Linked DNA regions of Mus musculus: regions 1, 2, 4, 5 and 6 are each linked to region 3. Evidence: chromatin contacts called from public ChIA-PET, HiChIP or PLAC-seq and promoter capture Hi-C data. All regions are on one chromosome and are shown on one strand. The core of a region is the stretch at or near the end of the contact, and the rest is flanking DNA. Distances in the headings are between cores, read along the strand shown. Region 1 has its middle 11 kb from the start of Gm47922. Region 2 holds the start of Rrp1 (ribosomal RNA processing 1 homolog (S. cerevisiae)). Region 3 holds the start of Itgb2 (integrin beta 2). Region 4 holds the start of Pwp2 (PWP2 periodic tryptophan protein homolog (yeast)). Region 5 holds the start of Lss (lanosterol synthase). Region 6 holds the start of Trappc10 (trafficking protein particle complex 10).

Region 1 (3,098 bases), core at 287-2,786, 620 kb after region 3:
TGCAAAGACACTCATGTGTCTCTGGAATAGACATTCCTTCCTAATATGGAGATCTGGTCCATGTGCTCTGCTCACTCGCTGTTCTCTCTCTCTCTCTCTCTCTCTCTCTCTCTCTCTCTGGTGACTCATTTGATAAAGAACTAGTCTTTCACTCTTGTCCCCAATAAAAACAGCCTCTGGCTGGGAATCCCTTGAAAAGATCAACTTCCTCTCCAGATAGGGTGGTGACTGTGGCTGTCTCCCTGTCACCTGCTCTGTGGTCAGGTAGCACCTGTCCTGTTTTAGTCCTCCCTAGGAACTTCTTGATCAGGTGAGGGATCGGGAACAAGGGAAGGCTCCTGAAAGTACAGGGTTTGGCCCCGCACACCACTATCTAGTGCCCCAGCAAAGCTACATCTGCTGGCCTTCCCAAAGGTGTGCACCCTGCTACCCCAATGCAAAGGCTACTGGGAGAGCGACTTCCGGTCTCAGGAGCACTTTGTTTTCCTGTCCATGATCTATCACCAATGACCCTGTCACCAGCATCCAGCAGGCAACACTGAGGCCTCCAGGACTTCCTGTGGTAGGTCTCACTGTCTCCAGATCTGTGGGTGGGATGAAGATGGGGTGCCTGCTTCCCTTGCTAACTTGCCTCCCCTTCTAGCTTACCTCAGATCCCCTAAGGGATCAGTCCTGGACAATCTAACTCGCCCCCTCCTTTCTACTTCCTTGTGCATGGCCTATTTTTCCTTTGTAATCCTATCATGTGCACCAGGAACCCCTCACCTCTACTGACTTCTGAAGGGTCACCCTGCCTGGGACTGAGGCTCATATGAGAGAATCCCATGGCCACCTGGGAACGTGTCAGTGGTGGCTCAGGGCATGGTGTCCTTAGGAAGTACCAAGCTTTCCTGAATATACCCATATCTCTAGCTTCCTATTTGCCTCATGTGAATATCTCAGAAGAGCAAACCGGAGCAGGCAAGCCACACCCAATGTGTATAGAGCTGGGCAGGAGGCCTGGGCACCCTGCTTAGTAGGGGTGCAATAAATGCTATGGTCCCACTGTGTGCTCTTTTACTACAGTAGCACAGCAAATTAACTCAGAGCCTTAATGCAGACAAATCCAGTTTCTCATGTCATTTTCGGTTCAAACAGGTTCCATGGTATCTCCCAGGTACTGTCTGGAATCCTGGGGCACTCACAGAGGCCAGGACATAGACTTTCTGTGACAGACCTCTGGAACTTCCTGTTTGGGGCCATGTCAGAAACACCAAAAGATGCTTAATGTGAAATATTTTAGAACTTCTGCTATTCGGCTCAAACCAGGAAGTTCAGGGATGCATGACACAAGACAGAAAATTCTAAAAGAACTTTTTTTTTTTTTTTTTAAAGCACCAAAAAAGATGCCATGGTTTGAAGGCAACTCCACAAATTCCTTTCTTGGTCAGGGAAGTTAGCAGAGCCTGGAGCTCAGGGCACACATGAGTGCACAGGTCTTAAGGAAGCCGAGAGCAGAGTTTAAAATCGAGGGAGCCAATGACGTGCTGGGGGATGCTTTCCCTTCAGGAAATGCTGGCCCTGCCACAGAGCTAGGGCTTGGCCCGAGTCAGCTGTGGAGTGCTGTTATGCCATCTGGTGAATCTCAGCAATAGATCTATACAACCTAGGGGCTCCGGTGGCTCCTGAGAAACTAAAATTAAGAACACAACCCAGCACCAAGGGCGTTCTTAGCAGCACCTGTCCTGTGAAATATCCATTGTCCTGCCCACAGATGCCAGGAATAAAGGGTACCAGGCAGCAGAGGGGACCTAGCAGTTGGGACCCAGCAGATGGGACAATCCAGGTACTGGCCATAGATATAGATGGGGACCCTGCTGAGGTCTCTCCTGTGAACCATTATGTCTTTGATGTGCACCCCCCTCATGCCTCAGCTTACCCCCGTGAATGGGCTCATCTGTGCCCTCACAGAATTCCTGTTAGAGGCTTCATGTCAAACCCTGTGAATGGGACCTTCTCTAAATATGGCTAAAGTTATTTAGCCAGGCTCTGGTGGCACACGCCTTTCATCCCAGCACTCAGGAGGCAGAGGCAGATGGATCACGGAGTTGGAGGCCAGCCTGGTCTACAGAGCAAGTTTCAGGACAGCCAGGGCTGCACAGAGAAACCCCACCTTGAAGAAAACAAAATATAAAATGGTGGTGGTAGTGGTAATAAAATTAGATTATTAGGGTCTTCTAAGAGGGGAAATGTGGATATGGAGGAGGCCTAAGGAAGTGGAGGCCATGAGGAGAGAGAGATGGAGGAGGAGGAGCTGGGGGTGAGGTGGAGTTGGGGATGAGGAGGAGCTGGGGGTGAGGAGGAGCTGGGGTGAGGAGGAGCTGGGGGTGAGGAGGAGCTGGGGGTGAGGAGGAGCTGGGGATGAGGAGGAGCTGGGGTGAGGAGGAGCTGGGGGTGAGGAGGAGCTGGGGATGAGGAGGAGCTGGGGTGAGGAGGAGCTGGGGGTGAGGAGGAGCTGGGGGTGAGGAGGAGCTGGGGGTGAGGAGGAGCTGGGGGTGAGGAGGAGCTGGGGGTGAGGAGGAGCTGGGGGTGAGGAGGAGCTGGGGGTGAGGAGGAGCTGGGGATGAGGAGGAGCTGGGGGTGAGGAGGAGCTGGGGATGAGGAGGAGCTGGGGGTGAGGAGGAGCTGGAGAAGATGAAGGAACAGAGATATGGCAAGAGAGATGTCATGAAGCAGAGGTCCTAAGAAAATGGAGGCCACATGGAGATTTAGATCATCAGAGAAAGATTATGAGAAAGACCATGAGGAGACAGGCCATAAGATAGAGGCCCTGAGGGAGGTCATCATTAGATAAGAGACCATGAGGGAATGGAGGGCACGGTCTGGACAATGCCGTGGCACACTAACGGATACCCAAGATGCCCTGGGAAGCCTGGGGCAGCTCCTCCACAGAGCCTTAGAAAGAGCTAGCCCTCTGACATTTGGTTTAGGAGAACCAATCCTTAATATTTTAGGACCCTATAATGTCAACATGCTCGTTTTTTTGCAGGGACTCATCCCTGAGTGACTAAATGACTTCAAGTCCATCTGTTGCCTGTGAGCAGCACAGGACTGGCAGA
Region 2 (3,231 bases), core at 297-2,796, 880 kb after region 3:
AGAGCAACAGTGAGACTTAGTGAGCCCTGGAACCTACCTTCCCGAGCCAGGAAGGAAACATGACTGCCTGAACTACTCTTAACAATAATACGACTGGGGGCTGGCGAGATGGCTCAGCGGGTAAGAGCACTGACTGCTCTTCCAAAGGTCCTGAGTTCAAATCCCAGCAACCACACGGTAGGTTACAACCATCCTAATGAGATCTGATGCCCTCTTCTAGGGTGTCTGAAAACAGCTACAGTGTACTTATTTATAATAATAAATAAATCTTTGGGCCAGACGGAACAGGGACTGAGCGAGCTGGGCTGACCTCAGTGAGTGGGGCCAACTGGAACGAGCAGAGGTCCTAAATTCAATTCCCAACAACCACATGAAGGCTCACAACCATCTGTACAGCTAGCTACAGTGTACTCATATACATTAAATAAATAAATAAACCTTAAAAAAATATGATTGGGCAGCCAGCCCCGCCCTCAAAACATTCTCCAACAGAACTGCCATAACGGTGCCTGGAGGAGCCCCTCCCCCCAACCCTCCAGTAACTCCATGCACCAGCAAGCAGGTATCAGTCCCATAGAGTTAAAGAAACCCAACACTTTCGGGACCGGGAGATGGCCCATTGTTAATGCAGTGATTAATTAAGCCAGTGTCAGACCAAGGAACTGTAGCTATACTATGACATTTCGGAGATTAAATGGTGAAAGTTATTCATTCCGGCTAGCAAAGGACATCACCACCATTTAGCGAGGCGCATCCCCCAAGTTGGGGTGCTCTGACTAGAGCGTGAAAAACTGCGCTGAGACACTTCCCAAAGCATACAGCCATGACCTCGGCCAAACCACCGCTCAGGGAATCTATAATTTGCATCCGCGGAGGGATATCCAAAAGCAAAGGACATCGCCACCATTTGGCGAAGCGCATTCCCCAAGCTGGGGTTCTCTGACTAGAGCGTGGAAAACTGCCTTGAGACACTTCCCAAAGCATACAGCCGTGACCTCGGCCAAACCACTGCTCAGGGAATCTATAATTTGCATCTGCGGAGGGATATCCAAGAGACGCGGAGGCTGCTGAAAGGGGTCGCTCACTGAGGACCAGAAGCACAGAAACCGCTCTGCAAAAGGACATCCTGGGAACGGGGTGTCGAGAACACACCTTTAAGAACACGGGACACCAGTAAAGGCCGGCGGAAGAGCACCAGCAAGCTACAGAAGGAAGAAAAGCGGGCAGACCGATCGGGTCAGCCTAAGCCAGTAGAACAGCAGACGAAGGCCGGATCCTGCGGGGCCCACGCAGCGGAGCTCGCCTGCCCTCCCGCCCGCGTACCTGTCGCCCGCTGCGACCTGGCCTCGATGTACTTCCGCAGCTTCCGCAACGCGCGGTCCCGCGTCACCTGTTCATTGCCCGCCAGGCGCTGCGCCAGCTGGATCTCCGGCGGGAGCGGCACTCCGGGAACCATGGTGAGGAGAACCCTGAGACCACGCACTCGACGCTTCCGCTGGGGCGCTCGAGTGACGACACGCGCTCGTCACCACTGAACGTCACACTGAGGCGACACAACCCAGCTAGACGTCAAACGTCCTGGACGATGCTGGCGTACGCTACCGCCTCTCAGTGGCCGAGAGGCGCAACTGCACCCTGCAGGGAGGAGGATGGTCTGGTGTAAGCCTAGGGCATCTCTGATTCTTGAAAAGGTTAAAGCATTGTCTTGGGTTCGCCCTCCTCTTTACTGCAGCAGGAGTGGCTGTATTACAAGAAGATCGTGATGTGGCCCAGCTTGTCCTCAACTGTAACACTTAGCAGGACTGCGTGGAGCTGCCCTTGGCTCAGCATCCTGAGCCATGTTGGGGTGTGGGGTGTGGGTGGGGGGAGGTTGGGTGTGTGCATGAACCCTGCAACGCCGAGAACTACGAGCTTTACCCGAAACACTTTACCTGATCCCTAACACCTTAGTCCTCAGGGAAATCCACCCCACCAAGCCTCTTGTAGAGCATCCACTTTCCTGGAAAGAGAAAAGCAAGAAGGCTGTCAGGATCCAGATTATGGGACAGGGTGCAGGTACCTATCATGAAGGTAGGCAGGCAAATACACTATAGAAAGCACAGTGAGTGTGCAAAACTTGAGTGTGCCCTGGTTCATGAAATGTGTGGTGACAATCGTTTGGGACACTATTGGGAAAATTTTTCCATATAGCCCAAGAGCTGAAATGTCAAATTAGAATACAAAACAATTACAGGTTTCATTGGTGTGCCCAAGACCACCAGAAGTCTGATGACTTGCTGGGGGAAATTTCCAAGACCAGTGGACGTTTGGACTTAGTGGTACCATAACATTGCCAGTTCGTTGCTACACCATAGGCCAGCTAAGCCCAGGATTAAAGTGTCAGGCAAGGAAGGTGGCTGTATTTGAAAAGCTAGATGCTGGAAAAAATGGGAGGGATGGTTGTTGAAAGTCTGACTGAAGAGGAATAAGCAACTGGGGTGGGAGAGGGCATGTCTAAGCACTATTACAGGAACATAGACAATTCTGTATTTTCTATAACATCAGAATTTACTGAATAACAAAAAATTTGATAGACTACATCAATGTTATGGCCACGCTTTTTAAAGTCAACCCAGTTTCTTTGACTTAGGCAAGCTATCTCTTGTTGCTGTTGTTTTATTTATATGAGTACGCAGTTACTGTCTTCGGACACACCAGAAGAGGGCATTAGATCCCATTACAGATGGTTGTGAGCCACTGTGTGGTTGCTGGGAATTGAACTCAGGACCTCTGAAAGACCAATCGGTGCTCTTAACCGCTGAGCCATCTCTCCAGCCCTAGGCAAGCTATCTTAAACTACTAATATTAATGGTCAGACTCTACTTACACATCACACAGTAAATATATCCACCTATACATATGTGTATATGCCAAGTCCTGCTAGGCTTGAGTACTGAAACCCCAACTGGGAGAAGTAAAGAAATACAGGACAGACACACAGACAGAAAAGGTGGGCTCAGCTTAGGTGTGAGCACTCTGATTGGGACACTCACTACCATTGCAACTTGGAACCTCAGGTTGTTTATTATGTACCAACTAGGAGGAGGAGGATCTGGTCCTAAACATCCAGTCATGGATGCTTTTTAAGTCTACAAGTCTCAAGCACAAAGATGGTAATTAGTGCCTTAGTTAGGGTTTCCATTGCTGTGAAGAGACACCATGACCAAAGGCAACTCTTATAAGGACAACACT
Region 3 (3,056 bases), core at 332-2,831:
ACCAGGCACACACAGCCACACCCAGCTTTGCGCATGCCCAATGGGGTGCTGAGCTCACGTCATCAAGTTTGTGTTGCAAGCACTTTACCCTCTGAGCTATCTCCCTGGCCTCTGAACTATGCCTTTCTGATATTTGGTGGTGTTTGTTAGTATTTTCTACAAGTATGTGCAGGTCTTTCATTCTTGACTTTTGTCCCCCGTTCCCCGTCCTTTATGAGCTAGGATCTTACAGTTCTGCCTGGCTGGTCTTGAATTCACAGCGGTCCTCCTTTTTTTTTTTTTTTTTTAAAAAAAAGATGTATTTGTTTTTTTTATGTACATGAGTACACTGTAGCTATCTTCAGACACACCAGAAGAGGTCATCGGATCCAATTACAGATGGTTGTGAGCCACCATGTGGTTGCTGGGATTTGAACTCAGGATCTCTGGAAGAGCAGTCAGTGCTCTTAACCACTGAGCCAGTGGTCCTCCCGCATCAGCATCCTACATTCTGGTATTACAAGTGTGAACTGATACACCTGCTTTCCAACAATGTTCTTTCAACAGTTGGCATCTTTTGCACATTTTTTTTCAACTGTGAGAAGATATAGAAAATATGCATAAAGGTTCAGGGCTATTAACTTCTTGTAACCCTCTCAACCATTATCACCAGGATGTCCTGCATAGCTGATGTCCCCACTCCACAGCTTTATCTTCATGTAACTATGTCTTTAAAAATTCTACCAAGCATACTACACGAAGAAAGAGTAACACATGAACACCCAGGTCTTCAGCCAACACCCCCCCCCCCAACCCTCCGCTGTGGTCACCTCCTGGCCTCTGTCTTGTATCCACACCCACCTCCAACCCCCATCCTGATTACAAGGAAGAAAATCTGCCATGTTTTTCTACCATTTGCGAGCATTTCAGCATGTAACTCTAAAGATGCAGGTAGTGGGATGTAACCATGAAACATTGTTGCGGAAAGAATTAACTGTTTCTCAACAAGGCTGACATCTCAAATCTTATGCTAAAGGTTCCCAACTCCCTTTGGTGTCTCTCTTTCTGCCCTCTCTCCTCTTGCAACTAGTCAGGTGGGGTTTTGTTCACCACTAACTTTGTGATTGAGCTCCTACAGTGTTACTTAACACATCCCTCCATGCCCCACTCTGCCCCATTTCTCTGCCCAGGACCTTCCCCTGCCTCCTTCTTCCCATTCGCCTGCTTCCTCGAGTGGGCTACCACCTCAGCCCATCCACTTGTAGCTGGGTCCTTCTCCCAGACTGAGAACCCACACAATCAGCCTCTGCTTCCGCCTGCTGGTCCATGAATCCCTACCTCTTCTTGACATGTGAGAGAGCCCCTCGATGCTATCAATGGCTGCTGCTTCCAACAGTAGCCCCTCCACTCTTGCCGTAAAAGCTTGTCATCGCCTACAAGCCCCTCCCTCTCTCAGTGTCTCTTCTCTAACGTCCCACGTGTAAAGGGGCTGAGGTGATACCCACATGTGGGCCAATCAGCCAAATGTCACTCAACTTCCTCCTGGGCGCTGACTTAGAACAGGAAGTGTCAGGCGGGGGGGCCTCAGCGGCTGTGTTCTTTAGACACAACCACACAGCCAGCTGGCAAGAAGTAGGCAAAGACATCTCCAGTCAGATTCTCGGAGTGGAGGCTTCCTGGGACTGAGAGGGGGTGAGTGCAGGGCTCCTGTGTTCAGGTAGCTCTTATGGGAAACACCTCAGAAGTGGGCTCTTCCGGTGGAATTTCTCTTTATGACTCCAGCCCGACAGGCACTGGTGGCCTTTCCCCATCTCTCACCTTGCCTATCTGTCAAAAAAATGGTCTTGTACATGTGGCTTCTGGCTATTCAGACTCTCCTGACTGACGTCCAGGGATGGGAGGCCTGGTACCACAGCTGAGCAGAGTTTCAGGAGCGCTGGGAACATCTGTAACTGTGGGTCAGCAGGCAGCCGACTGTGTTGATTCTCTCTCTGTGATAGTCGTGGATGCCCGGGACTGAGGAAGGTCAGCTATGATAAGGGGTAGGGGTGGTGGTGGAGGTGGCTGGGACAGATTGTGGGAGGGAAGGGGTCACATACTGACACCCACCTACTATGAATGGAAGTAGATACTTATGGTCATGAAGGTGAGTGTCAGATTGGAGGTAATGAGCAAGAGAAGGAGCTGCTGAGATGTCCATTGTCCCCATCTGCTTTAAAATGGCGTGTGGGGAGTGTGTATGTGTGTGTGGGGGGGGGGGTGATTCTCAGTCTACCCTGCAAGTCTCTGGAACCTGGGCTCCAAAATGCCCAGCCCAGCTTACAGCATAGCAGATAATAAGGAAGTCCTCTACCCAAGAATCCCACCCACATACCATAGTGGCCAGGCCTGGGGCCAGCAACCACAGGGTCATATCCCAGATAGGGGGAAGGTGTCAGGTGACAGACACCCTTTCTACATCCACCAGTGAGTGAGCAGATGAGAGATTGTTGACTGCTGCCATAAGCAGGAGTAAAATGAGCAAGTCCTGAGGGTTAGTTAGGGCTGGAGAGGCCCAAGTTTCCTATCTCCTCCTTTCTCCAACATTTCTCTGTTGACATATGTGGACACAGTCTTGCCGCAGGCATGCATTAGGCTGGGGTGAATTGTGTTCACTGCGATTGTGGAGGAACCATGCAATCATCCTTTGCAGGAAGTGCTGCAGGGGGCCGGGGGCTATCTTTGATACACAGCTTGGGAGGAAGCCTTCTGCTCTCTATGGAGAAAGGGTGTGAACTGGGGAGGCCACTGAACTCTGGGGAAATGAGAGGGTGGGCTGACTGGCTCTGCAAACTCCAAATGTCTGCAGTCAATAATGACTCAAAATTCCCTTCAAAACTCACTCCCATGAGGAGTGAGCCGTGGAGACTACTGAGGCTCCCGCTAGCTACAATCTATCATCACTCAGGTGCAGGTGGTTCTCTGCAGGTGGTAGGGCTGGGGATAGGGGTGTGGGGTGTTGAATGTGTGTGTGGAGCTACATGGAGCCCTGGTGGGGTGACTCTGTAGGGAGGTGCAGGTTCTGACTCAGCTACTTT
Region 4 (3,051 bases), core at 39-2,538, 650 kb after region 3:
AAGGCACATGACTTTTCCTTTCCCTTTAAGAGTAATGCTGGTGTTCTAGATACTAGAATGAAAAACGAGGACCTCAGCAGGCAACTCTACCATGACCTGTGTCCTCCTAAATCCAGTAGTCCTGCAAGCCACAAAGAGGATGGCTAGCCTTCACACGGAGGATAACGTCCCTGCTAACATTGTCTCCCCATACTTACTTCTTAAGGTCAAACACAGTGACTCTATTTCCCACGGGGCTGATAACAGAATTTCCATCATGTGTGAAATTTAAGTTTCCACACCGATAAACCGTACCCAACAAATTCGAGAACTGCAAAGGAAATGAATCAGTTTTAACACAGAGAACACAGCGTCAGCTCTCTGAAATGGTGATGAGAGGCATCTGGGCATAGGTAGTAAAGTACCTGACCATAGGTGTGTCCTGCCCCTGGGCAGAGGAGGAACCCAACTTAATTCTCAGGAGCCCAGGGTTCCCTTGAATGGTACTATACTCCCAAGACAGGAAGCATTTGCCAGGCACAGAAGGGCACAGGATCTCCATTCTAAGAGAAGCTGCTTCAGTGAACAGGGCTGCAGGAGATGCTCACCACGCCCACCGTGCTAAGTATCAGTGCCCCGGTGTATCCATTCAGTTATCAAAGGCAAGCATCTCCATCCAGCAGACACAGCTGGGTGTAGAGACCCGAGCCTTGTGTTCTATGTCCACATAGAAACGGCACATAGGCAATTGGACAGATGTCCAAACACTGCAAAGCCCAGCAGAGCAGTAGGGTAGTTGCTTACTGGGATTGCCTGGGCTAACTAAGGCAGGAGTCGATCTGGGGTGTAGGTGGGCAGCTATGCAACGAGATAACACCAGGCAGAGCTAGGCTCCTAAGAGGTATGATCAGCAGAGGAGCGCTGTCGAGACTGCTCCAAGAACTGGCGGCCCTGTAGAGAGCTGGGTGTTGCTTGAAGTTTGTTGTTAAGAGCCTTTCAGCAGCTATTGCTGTGTTGTCTGGCAAGAGGAGTTTGGACAGGGCTGGGTACAGCCCGAGACCTGTTGGGTAGGAGCCCGGAGCTCCTGGTATAAACCAGGAGCAATAGATTGCGATGGGTCGACCCACTAGTGCTTCCCACAGGCAGCCGAGATGACAACGACCTCGGTCTCTCCCGCGTCCTCGGAACCTTCCATCGCCCTCCCGTTGCCCCTGCCCGGCCCGCCGCTCACCCGGTAAGCGAATTTCATCCTGGAACCACACGTGGGGTACCGTACTGCAACCACTTCCGGAATACAAACAATCTCCGGCGCTTAAAACGCGCACTTCCGGGGCGGAGCCGCAACCCTAGTGTCCTGGGAAGCCCCGCCCGTCCCTCCCTCACCCCCACTCCCGCCACCACCCTGCCTCTACGCAGGCGCTGCGTAGCGGTGAACTAGCTGAGACCGCTAGGACGGTGGAGAATGGAGCTAAGTTCTAGGTCTCCATGCAGAGCCCAGTCCGGAGCTGAGAAAGCGAGCAAATCGTCACACACTCGCCTGTAACCGTGCAAAACAAAAACAAAAACCCAAGTTCAAACGGAGTTTCTTCTTAAAACGTGTATTTTTAGAATTTTAATGCTTACACTTTAAACGATCTTAGTACAGCGGCCTTACTCTGACATTATGTTACAGAACACTGTGAAAATGGAACCAACGCCTGCAGTGTCAAGGTGCGGCCGTCACCTTTCCTAGACCCCATCCCAGAGAACAAGAGCTGCCAACTCTCTTACAGAGAAAGGTGTCTTCATGAGAAATAACAGAACTACCAACATTTTAGATCTCCCCTTTGTTTTATTCTTAATATATATAATTAGAAAACCGTAGAGAACTCAGAAATATGAAACTCAGGGGGTGGGCGGTGAACTCAAGAGCCAGACTCCACTCTAAAGGACTACACACGGATGCGGGAGGCTAGCAGTGCCGGGTGGAAGCTTTTCTGCCAGGATCAAGTCTCAAAGACCTCCCCACACATGGACTTGACATCTGCAGGCCAACTGTCAAAGGTTTACCGAAAACAGAGTTCAGAGGGCTGTAGACATTCAGTAAGTACCAAGTTCTAATTTGCATACCCAGCTCCCCAAGTTTATTAGTTTTAAACTGCACATAAAATAGGTTTTCAGAGGGTTTTAAATAAATGTTTGTTTTTTTTTTGTTTTTTTTTTTTTTAAGGTTTATGTGAGTACACTGCCACTGTCTTCAGACACACTAGAAGAGGGCATCAGATCCCATTACATATGGTTATGAGCCACCATGTGGTTGCTGGGATTTGAACTCAGGACCTCTGGTAGAGCAGCCAATGCTCTTAACCACTGAGCCATCTCTCCAGCCCCAGTGTTTATTTTCTTTAAGCATTCCTCCAATTCCTGCAAATGAAAACCACTTGGTGGTGGTGTGTTGTGGGCGTCGTACTATCCTTTATTTACTGGCTGAGTTAAAAGCAAATACCCTGGGGCTGGAGAGATGGCTTAGCAGTTAAGAGCACTGAGTACTCTTCTGAAGGTCCTGAGTTCAAATCCCAGCAACCACATGGTGGCTCACAACCATCCGTAATGGGATCTGATGCCCTCTTCTGGAGTGTCTGAAGACAGCGACAGTGTACTTACATATAATAAATAAACAAATCTTAAAAAAAAAAAAAAGCAAATACACTGAATACTGAAAGTGTTGGCTTGGTTCTCCTGGTTCTCTCTGTGCCCCTGACTCTGGGCCCAAACATGGTCCCCAGGGGGCAGCGACTCCTGAAGAGGGCTCCCTCCTCTCCCAGCTTTCTACCTCAGGTCCCACTCACAGACACCACGCCAATAAGCCCAGAGCACTCTATCTCCTATATACAAAAATACATCACTTTGGAGGACTGAGAACGTTTAATACATACAGCATCTATTTACAATCTATGACTTCCACACCAGTAAAAACAAACACACATTTATTTTGTCCTTGATTTTTGGTGCAACTTATACACAAACATTACATCAGTTAGTCTGTACTCTTAAAAATAATAAATCAACAATATGTACAATCAAATTTACAAC
Region 5 (3,173 bases), core at 78-2,577, 1.0 Mb before region 3:
ACTGAGGAGGTCAGAAAATGGCATTAGATTCCTTAAAACTGAAGTTATAGATGGCTGTGAGTCACCATGTGGGTGCTATAAACCAATTCCAGGTCCTCTGAATGAGCAGCAAGTGCTCTTACGCACTGGACTTAAGTATTGGCCTCCAGTCCCCAAATCAATAGTCTGAGGCAAGGCTCAGTTAAAATGCCTTGTCTTATATCTTTACAAGTTTCTAAACTGGGCAAAGAAGAGGTTAGTGTTCTTGACTAGCCATCTAAAATTCCGATTTTCCATCTAGGGAAGGTGTGTGAGTGTTCTTTGCCTCTTACTTCTTCCTTCTCTGATTTGTGGTTCATGGCCCCTTCCTTGGCAGCGTTTTGAGGGCTAGGTGCAGGGAGGCTATCGGGTTTGGGTAGTTGTAAGTAAGTCGGCACTCTGTAGGACACACTGTACCGCTGGGAGTTCTTGGAATTATATTTTTCTGATCTCTGGTCGTCATTCCTGCATGCCAGCAATGCTTCTCAAATACTATCTGTTCAAATGTTCTTCATTGCACGTCTCTACTAGATTCTGCCGGCATACCACAGGCTTTCCTGCTTCCCTCTCTACTGTCAAACATAATCAAGGCTTTTCCCCCTTTAACTTGTAGGACTCCAAGCTCCAGGTATCCTGAGAGTAGTGCTGTGGCTAGGGAAGTGGAACTCTACCTGCTAATGGGAGTCAGGACACAGCCCTCTGCACACTCTGCAGCTGCTCCCTGTGAGGAGCCTGTGCCCGCTTTCTGAGAACACTACTCTGACCCTCTTCCCAACTACGTGTCATCATAGTTTCCTCCTCCCTTCACTCGGGTCAAGGCCCCTGCCCCATGATGGTCCATGTGGTGCCTCGGATCAACGCTAGTTTCACCTCAGGTCACTCATGCCTCTTCCGTACTTCTGAAGCACTCGTGGTTTCCGCGGCCTCTTTCCTGCATGTCGGAGGGGCCATTTTTCACCAACCCTGTAGGTATCCCGGCTCAGAACACCCAGACCAGAAGTCCAAGGCTGTCATCAATAAGGATCTAGAGGGGCCGGCCCCGCCCCCCATCCCGCCCCGCCCCTCCAACGGGCCTGCCCCTCCCACAGGCCGTCCTCGCCCACAGGCCGGCCTCTTTCATAGGCCCCGCCTCCAAAGCGCTTCCCGCCCCGCAGCCACGCCCCCTGGTGCCCTCGCGGCGTCGGGCGGCCCTGCGCCCAGCCACTGTGGTCGCGGTGCGTCTCTCGTGCCCACCTGGTGATGCTCTGATTGGCCGAGCTCGCATCGGCCCACCCAGTAGTTCCGGTCGGCCGAGGCTCGCGCCTGCGCAGTGCACTAGGCTGTCAGGTAAAGGGCTGGCAAGCGGTGGCAGAGAGTAGTGCTGTCATGACTGAGGGCACGTGAGTCGCGGACCCTGGGCTTCCCGCGGGTGTTGCGAGGGACGCGGCAGGGCGGTGGCAGGGAAGGTGTCTGGACAGCAGGGTGGCATGGCTGGTGGCTCTGCATGCCTGGATTGCAGGCATCCCACCTGGGCGGAGTCTAAGGAAGGCTGCTTCCTCTCGCTGGTCCCCTCAGGTGTCTGCGGCGTCGTGGGGGACCCTATAAAACTGAGCCCGCCACCGATCTCACCCGCTGGCGGCTCCAGAATGAGTTGGGTCGGCAGAGATGGACTTATTATCAAGCGGAGGACGACCCTGGTCGAGAGCAGACCGGGCTAGAGGCCCACTCTTTGGGACTGGACACAGTAAGTGATGTGATTCTGAAAGCACCATTCCATCCCAAGACTGGAAGCCATCACTGATCAGCCTACACCGTGCCTTCCTGAGCCAGAGCTCTGAAACAGTGGAGAGCCTTATTTAAAAAACAGGCAACCAGCCAGTAATATATGCATATGTGTAAACCAATGTATATGTGGGTATAGTGTGATATGAGGAAAAGCTGACTATAAGAGGATCAGGAAAGTTCACAAGTTATGTAAGAAGATGTAAAGCTAGTTGCTTTTCTAGTTCTAACTCTGTCATGGGCTTTGTGGTTTGGGCAATAGATTAATGCATAAAATATAGTGGGTACTGAAAGTGCATCATTTTATGGAAAGTTTCACAGTCTCCCTTTTCAAATGCCAAGGTCATTAAGTTGAGTAGACTTTGTGTTTGGTTAATTTTGGTGTGCGATGTTTTTATTAATTTGCAGGTTTCTTTTTATTTTAATAATAAGGCTTATAATTTTTTGTTTTTTAAAACAGATATGAACCTGGGCCCGGCAGGCATACCTGTAATCCTAGCCGCTGAGTAGGCTGTGACAAGGATAAAGTTTAAGATCTGCCTGGGCAGCTGAGTAGAGCTTGTCTCAGAAAATAAAGAGGCTGGGCATGGTAGTGCTGGTCTTTAATCCCGGCACCCAGGAGGCAGAGGCAGGCAGATCTTTGTGAGTTTGAGGCCAGCCTGGTCTACAGAGCAAGTTCTAGGCCAGCCAGGTCTACGTAGTGTGACCCTATCTCAAAAATGATAACAAATAAATAAAGAAGAGGGCTGCTGATGTGGGTCAGTGTTTGTGAGTGTTTGCCTCAATTCAATCTAAACAACAAAAAGTGTGGTACCTCCTTCCGGAGACAGGAGTAGAAGCAACCCTCGTTATTTAAGTCCCTCCACCTCAGAGACCTGTGGAAGAAGTTGCCCTAATTTGGTTTCATTTTGAGCATTCCACTTTGATATTTAACTTTTGATTTGCAGGAGAATTACAAAGATGGGTGTGATTTTTGTTTGGATCCACAAGATGAAATACTTAGGACCTGATTTTCTGGTTGTGTGTGTTGGTGCATGGATGATGGACAGCTAATCATGGAGCAGTTAGTTAGCTCACAGGCTTCCTGTGAGTCTTGGCCATCCGCTGGGAAGATCTCTCTCTGAGCAACGCCTATGCTATTGTGTGGGTCCTTTGTGAAAGAGTCCCAGTATCAGTTGGGCATCAGTACCCTGCCTTCCCTGTGGTCTGTGCTGGGCTTAGTTAAGACATGAAGTTTTGAAGAGATTTATAGATTAATGGCTGGAAGGGAAATTGTGACAACATGGAATTGCTTCTTTATTATATATGGGGTGAAATTGTCCTACCCTGTCTTGTTTCAGATTAAAACAGTTGAAAATTTTAATTTAGAGTCACCACTTTGACTTGGCTTGTGA
Region 6 (2,971 bases), core at 234-2,733, 710 kb after region 3:
GTCTATGGCAATGAAGATGCCAATGTTCAAAGCTAAGGGTCGGGAGATGCAGTCAAGTAAGTGGGTGTCCCTGTGGGTTCTAAGTACTCATCCAGAATTCCTACTGTGCACAGTACTGGGGGAAAGTTCTCAGGACCTGGAACACATTGAATCCAACCATGAACAGGGTGCAACTTCCCTGAGGGGATCAAGGAGCACCCGGGCAGGGCGGGGCAGCCTCCAGACCAGCTCTGCCACATCGGTCCACCTGCCTGCAGGTGAGGTTTGGCAAGCCTCTCAGTTGCCAAGCATTCTGGGAAGAAAAAAAAAAAAAAACAAAACACACACAACTAACTGCTGAACTATGCAAGTCTCCCAACTTTATGGGAGACACATCCATATCCCTGAGAAAGTTAATCTAGCAATAAAGAGATGTAAGTCTTTAAATATGAAATGTCTATGCGGTTACAGGAAGGAACTGGGAGGAGCCCATGTATCCAAGGGCCCAAAGGAGAAAACAGAGCAGGGTGTGCTGGAGACCTTGGGAACCCTGGGGCCTAGCACCAGGTTTTGCAAATATGCTTCCTGTTTAGAAAAAAGTAAATTCATAAGGTCAAGCACATACTGAACTGCCAACAGCCACGTATCACACCTGTCCTTTGAGAGACAGCACCGCAAAGCTGTCAAAATGTTAACCAACCCGTCCACACTTCCCATGAGTCCATAGTTTGCAAAACTACTCCGTTCTGAAATTATGCTTTAAAATGAGGGTTTTCTTTTTCTGTAGCAGAGAAACCAATCTTTGTGTGTGAGTGTGTGTGTGTGTGTGTGTGTGTGTGTGTGTGCATTCAGTGGGAGAAGGAACAAGTGCGGAAGGGGATGTCCGAGCGGGAACTCGCTGGTGGAGCAGCTCTGGAAAGTGCCTATAAGCACAGGATGATTGGACCAGACAGAGCTGGGTTCCTTCCTAAGCCTGGCCGGCCACCTGCCACTCCGGCTTGACAGTCACTAGAGGAAGAGCACCTGCGCTCTGCGGAGAGCTGGGCCTGCCCACCGGACTGCGGTCAGCGCGCAGGAGAGCCGACCCACGGGGAAGGCCGGCCCGATCCCTAGCAGCACTGACAGTACAGAACGAGCTGCTCCGGAGACCGCCCAGGTCAGGACCCAAAGCTTGGCGTCGGCTGCACAGCGGGTCGGAGGTCACCCGCGGAAAGGTCGGAGGTCGGCTGTGTCCGCGTAGATGGGAGCTGCCAAGCCCGGCCGCGCCCCCCGCCCGCCCGCCCCGCCGCACTTACAGGTGACGATGGGCTTGTTCTCCATGGTGTAGACCACCGGTGGCTGTGGCTCCTCAGGGGCGTCCATGGGCGTCCGGCGTCACCGGCCCGGCCCCCCGCCCGCCATGGGCACCCGAGGCAGCGCGGGGCCCGCTGAGCCCGCGCCTCCTCGCCGCCGGCCCCCGGCAGCTCCTAGCCGGCCGCCCGCCGCCGCCGGCCGCGTCCACTTCCGGCCCCGGCGCCGCCGCGTGACCACTTCCGGGGCGCGCGACTTAAAGGGGCGGGCCTCGCCGCCGAATGCCCTCCTACGAAAAAGGCCGCGTGCCGGGCCGCCCGGCGGTGCAGGGCGGGGCCGCTGTAGCTGTCAATAGCGGGAGCCGCCTCTGCCTCGGTTCTCAGGCAGCTGCAGAGGACAGAGGGCGGCGCACGTGCCTGAGCTCCTTGACCCCACCTTCTCAATGCCCAAGCTTGGTGACCCTTGCTTGGTCTCATCAGACCTGTCTAAACTGGATTCTCCTCGGCTTCGCACCTGCAGATGCTCCCTTACCCTCATCCTCGCTTCTACCCTGTGTGCCCCCACGTCACGTCTGGCGGAATTCCCGTTATCTCCGAGGGAGCTTCCTCCTTTCCGGCTTCTGCAGGATGCCTTGGGTCGGTTTTTACATCTGGGCGAGCTCAACTGTGCAGTGCCAAGCTGAGTCTCTGCTTGCCTGTTAACACGGACTTGCCAAGTGTGCTGACTCAAAGCGAGGCAAGATCGAAAGTGTTCCACCCACCCCGTACAACTCCATGTGCACCCGCTGGCACGCCAGCTTCCCACTGTCCTTTCTGGTTTTGTGAGGTTTTTGTTTGATTGGTTGATTAGGTGGTTTTACTCGTATGAACCACCACATAGGTCGTTTCCACCTGCGTCAGCCTTCAGCACTCTTTCCCTTGGCTCCCAGAATGCTCCCTATGTCCCACCTTCATCAGTACTGGTCACCTATAGCTGGTACTGCTTTGAAGCCGCTAGGTATTGTGAATGTCGCAAAATCAAATATTGCTTTGAACTGAACTCGGCGCAAGTAAAGCAGGTCTATGGGAGCTTTTGCAAATGGGATTCAGTGTGCAAATGGAATGTCTGAGCATGACTTGACTGTTGGGGAGCATGTTGGTTTGGGCTTTCAGGCAACTGATTAGGGCAGTTGAAGCAGGTGGAGACTGCCAGGCACAGGGGTTCTCAACCTGTGGGTCCCGAGCCTTTTGGCAAACCTCTAGCTCCAAAAAAAATATTTACATTATGACCCATAACAGTAGCAAAATTACAGTTTATGAAGTAGTAACAAACTATTTTTATTTATGTAATAATTTTATTTTTACTTCTTTAATATATTTATTTTGTTTATTTAATATTTTTCTCTAATATTTTTATTTTTATTTATTTAATTTTTAGTTTATTTATTTAATTTTTATTCATTATTTAATATTTTATTTTTATTTACTTAATATTTATTTTTTATTTAGGAGGGTCACAGCATTAGAAAGGTTCAGAACCACTGGCCTAGAGAGAGCACAGCAAAGCAAGAATAGGGGTCCAAAGCCTCCGTGGACGTGCCAAAGGTTTTTCACCCCATCCAGCTAAGCGTTTGTGAGATGTCAGCACAAAGAACGAAGCTCTCACCTCAAATGGAATAAGAGATGGTGTGCTTCGGAGCCAAATTTGAGTGCCCGCCACCCAG

Evidence for each region. ChIA-PET counts read pairs in DNA pulled down with a chosen protein or histone mark. HiChIP or PLAC-seq counts read pairs in DNA pulled down with a chosen protein or histone mark. Capture Hi-C pulls out chosen DNA fragments and counts their contacts.
Region 1: an H3K27ac HiChIP or PLAC-seq map of bone marrow-derived dendritic cells shows a contact between it and region 3, with 4 times the contacts expected there. The contact joins the enhancer-like site here to the promoter of Itgb2 in region 3. A contact is called at or near these places in 1 of 484 Hi-C or Micro-C datasets (embryonic stem cells) and 4 of 115 datasets of contacts at active chromatin or transcription factors (bone marrow-derived dendritic cells, bone marrow-derived macrophages, memory CD8 T cells and 1 more).
Region 2: an RNA polymerase II ChIA-PET map of memory CD8 T cells shows a contact between it and region 3, with 22 read pairs. The contact joins the promoter of Rrp1 here to the promoter of Itgb2 in region 3. A contact is called at or near these places in 1 of 39 promoter capture datasets (pre-B cells), 1 of 484 Hi-C or Micro-C datasets (CD4 T cells), 4 of 115 datasets of contacts at active chromatin or transcription factors (bone marrow-derived dendritic cells, bone marrow-derived macrophages, memory CD8 T cells and 1 more) and 1 of 9 other capture datasets (adipose tissue).
Region 4: a contact with region 3 is called in a promoter capture Hi-C map of adipose tissue. The contact joins the promoter of Pwp2 here to the promoter of Itgb2 in region 3. A contact is called at or near these places in 2 of 39 promoter capture datasets (hippocampal neurons and pre-B cells), 1 of 484 Hi-C or Micro-C datasets (pre-pro-B cells), 3 of 115 datasets of contacts at active chromatin or transcription factors (acute myeloid leukemia, bone marrow-derived dendritic cells and pancreatic cancer cells) and 1 of 9 other capture datasets (adipose tissue).
Region 5: a contact with region 3 is called in an H3K27ac HiChIP or PLAC-seq map of bone marrow-derived dendritic cells, with 2.8 times the contacts expected there. The contact joins the promoter of Lss here to the promoter of Itgb2 in region 3. A contact is called at or near these places in 1 of 484 Hi-C or Micro-C datasets (CD8 T cells) and 1 of 115 datasets of contacts at active chromatin or transcription factors (bone marrow-derived dendritic cells).
Region 6: an RNA polymerase II ChIA-PET map of memory CD8 T cells shows a contact between it and region 3, with 9 read pairs. The contact joins the promoter of Trappc10 here to the promoter of Itgb2 in region 3. A contact is called at or near these places in 4 of 115 datasets of contacts at active chromatin or transcription factors (bone marrow-derived dendritic cells, memory CD8 T cells, microglia and 1 more).

Annotation. Positions count from the first base shown.
Region 1 is chr10:78,148,020-78,151,117 of GRCm38.p6, forward strand. No RefSeq gene overlaps it. Among named protein-coding and RNA genes, the nearest start is that of Gm47922, 11 kb to the left of the region's middle. Within about 2 kb of position 1,537, at least 95 of the 459 cell types and tissues checked have an H3K27ac peak or open chromatin away from gene starts, as enhancers often do. A contact at or near this core is called in bone marrow-derived dendritic cells and bone marrow-derived macrophages, where this site is marked.
Region 2 is chr10:78,411,497-78,414,727 of GRCm38.p6, forward strand. It overlaps Rrp1 (ribosomal RNA processing 1 homolog (S. cerevisiae)), which reads right to left and starts at 1,547. Exons shown (of 13, transcript NM_010925.2): 1 at 1,324-1,547. The coding sequence starts at 1,456.
Region 3 is chr10:77,528,789-77,531,844 of GRCm38.p6, forward strand. Itgb2 (integrin beta 2) reads left to right here and starts at 1,582. Exons shown (of 16, transcript NM_008404.5): 1 at 1,582-1,671.
Region 4 is chr10:78,183,861-78,186,911 of GRCm38.p6, forward strand. Pwp2 (PWP2 periodic tryptophan protein homolog (yeast)) reads right to left here and starts at 1,289. Exons shown (of 21, transcript NM_029546.2): 1 at 1,211-1,289; 2 at 198-310. The coding sequence starts at 1,228. Trappc10 (trafficking protein particle complex 10) reads right to left here. Exons shown (of 23, transcript NM_001081055.2): 23 at 1,562-3,051.
Region 5 is chr10:76,530,278-76,533,450 of GRCm38.p6, forward strand. Lss (lanosterol synthase) reads left to right here and starts at 1,328. Exons shown (of 22, transcript NM_146006.2): 1 at 1,328-1,397; 2 at 1,573-1,741. The coding sequence starts at 1,384.
Region 6 is chr10:78,243,162-78,246,132 of GRCm38.p6, forward strand. Trappc10 (trafficking protein particle complex 10) reads right to left here and starts at 1,484. Exons shown (of 23, transcript NM_001081055.2): 1 at 1,275-1,484. The coding sequence starts at 1,341.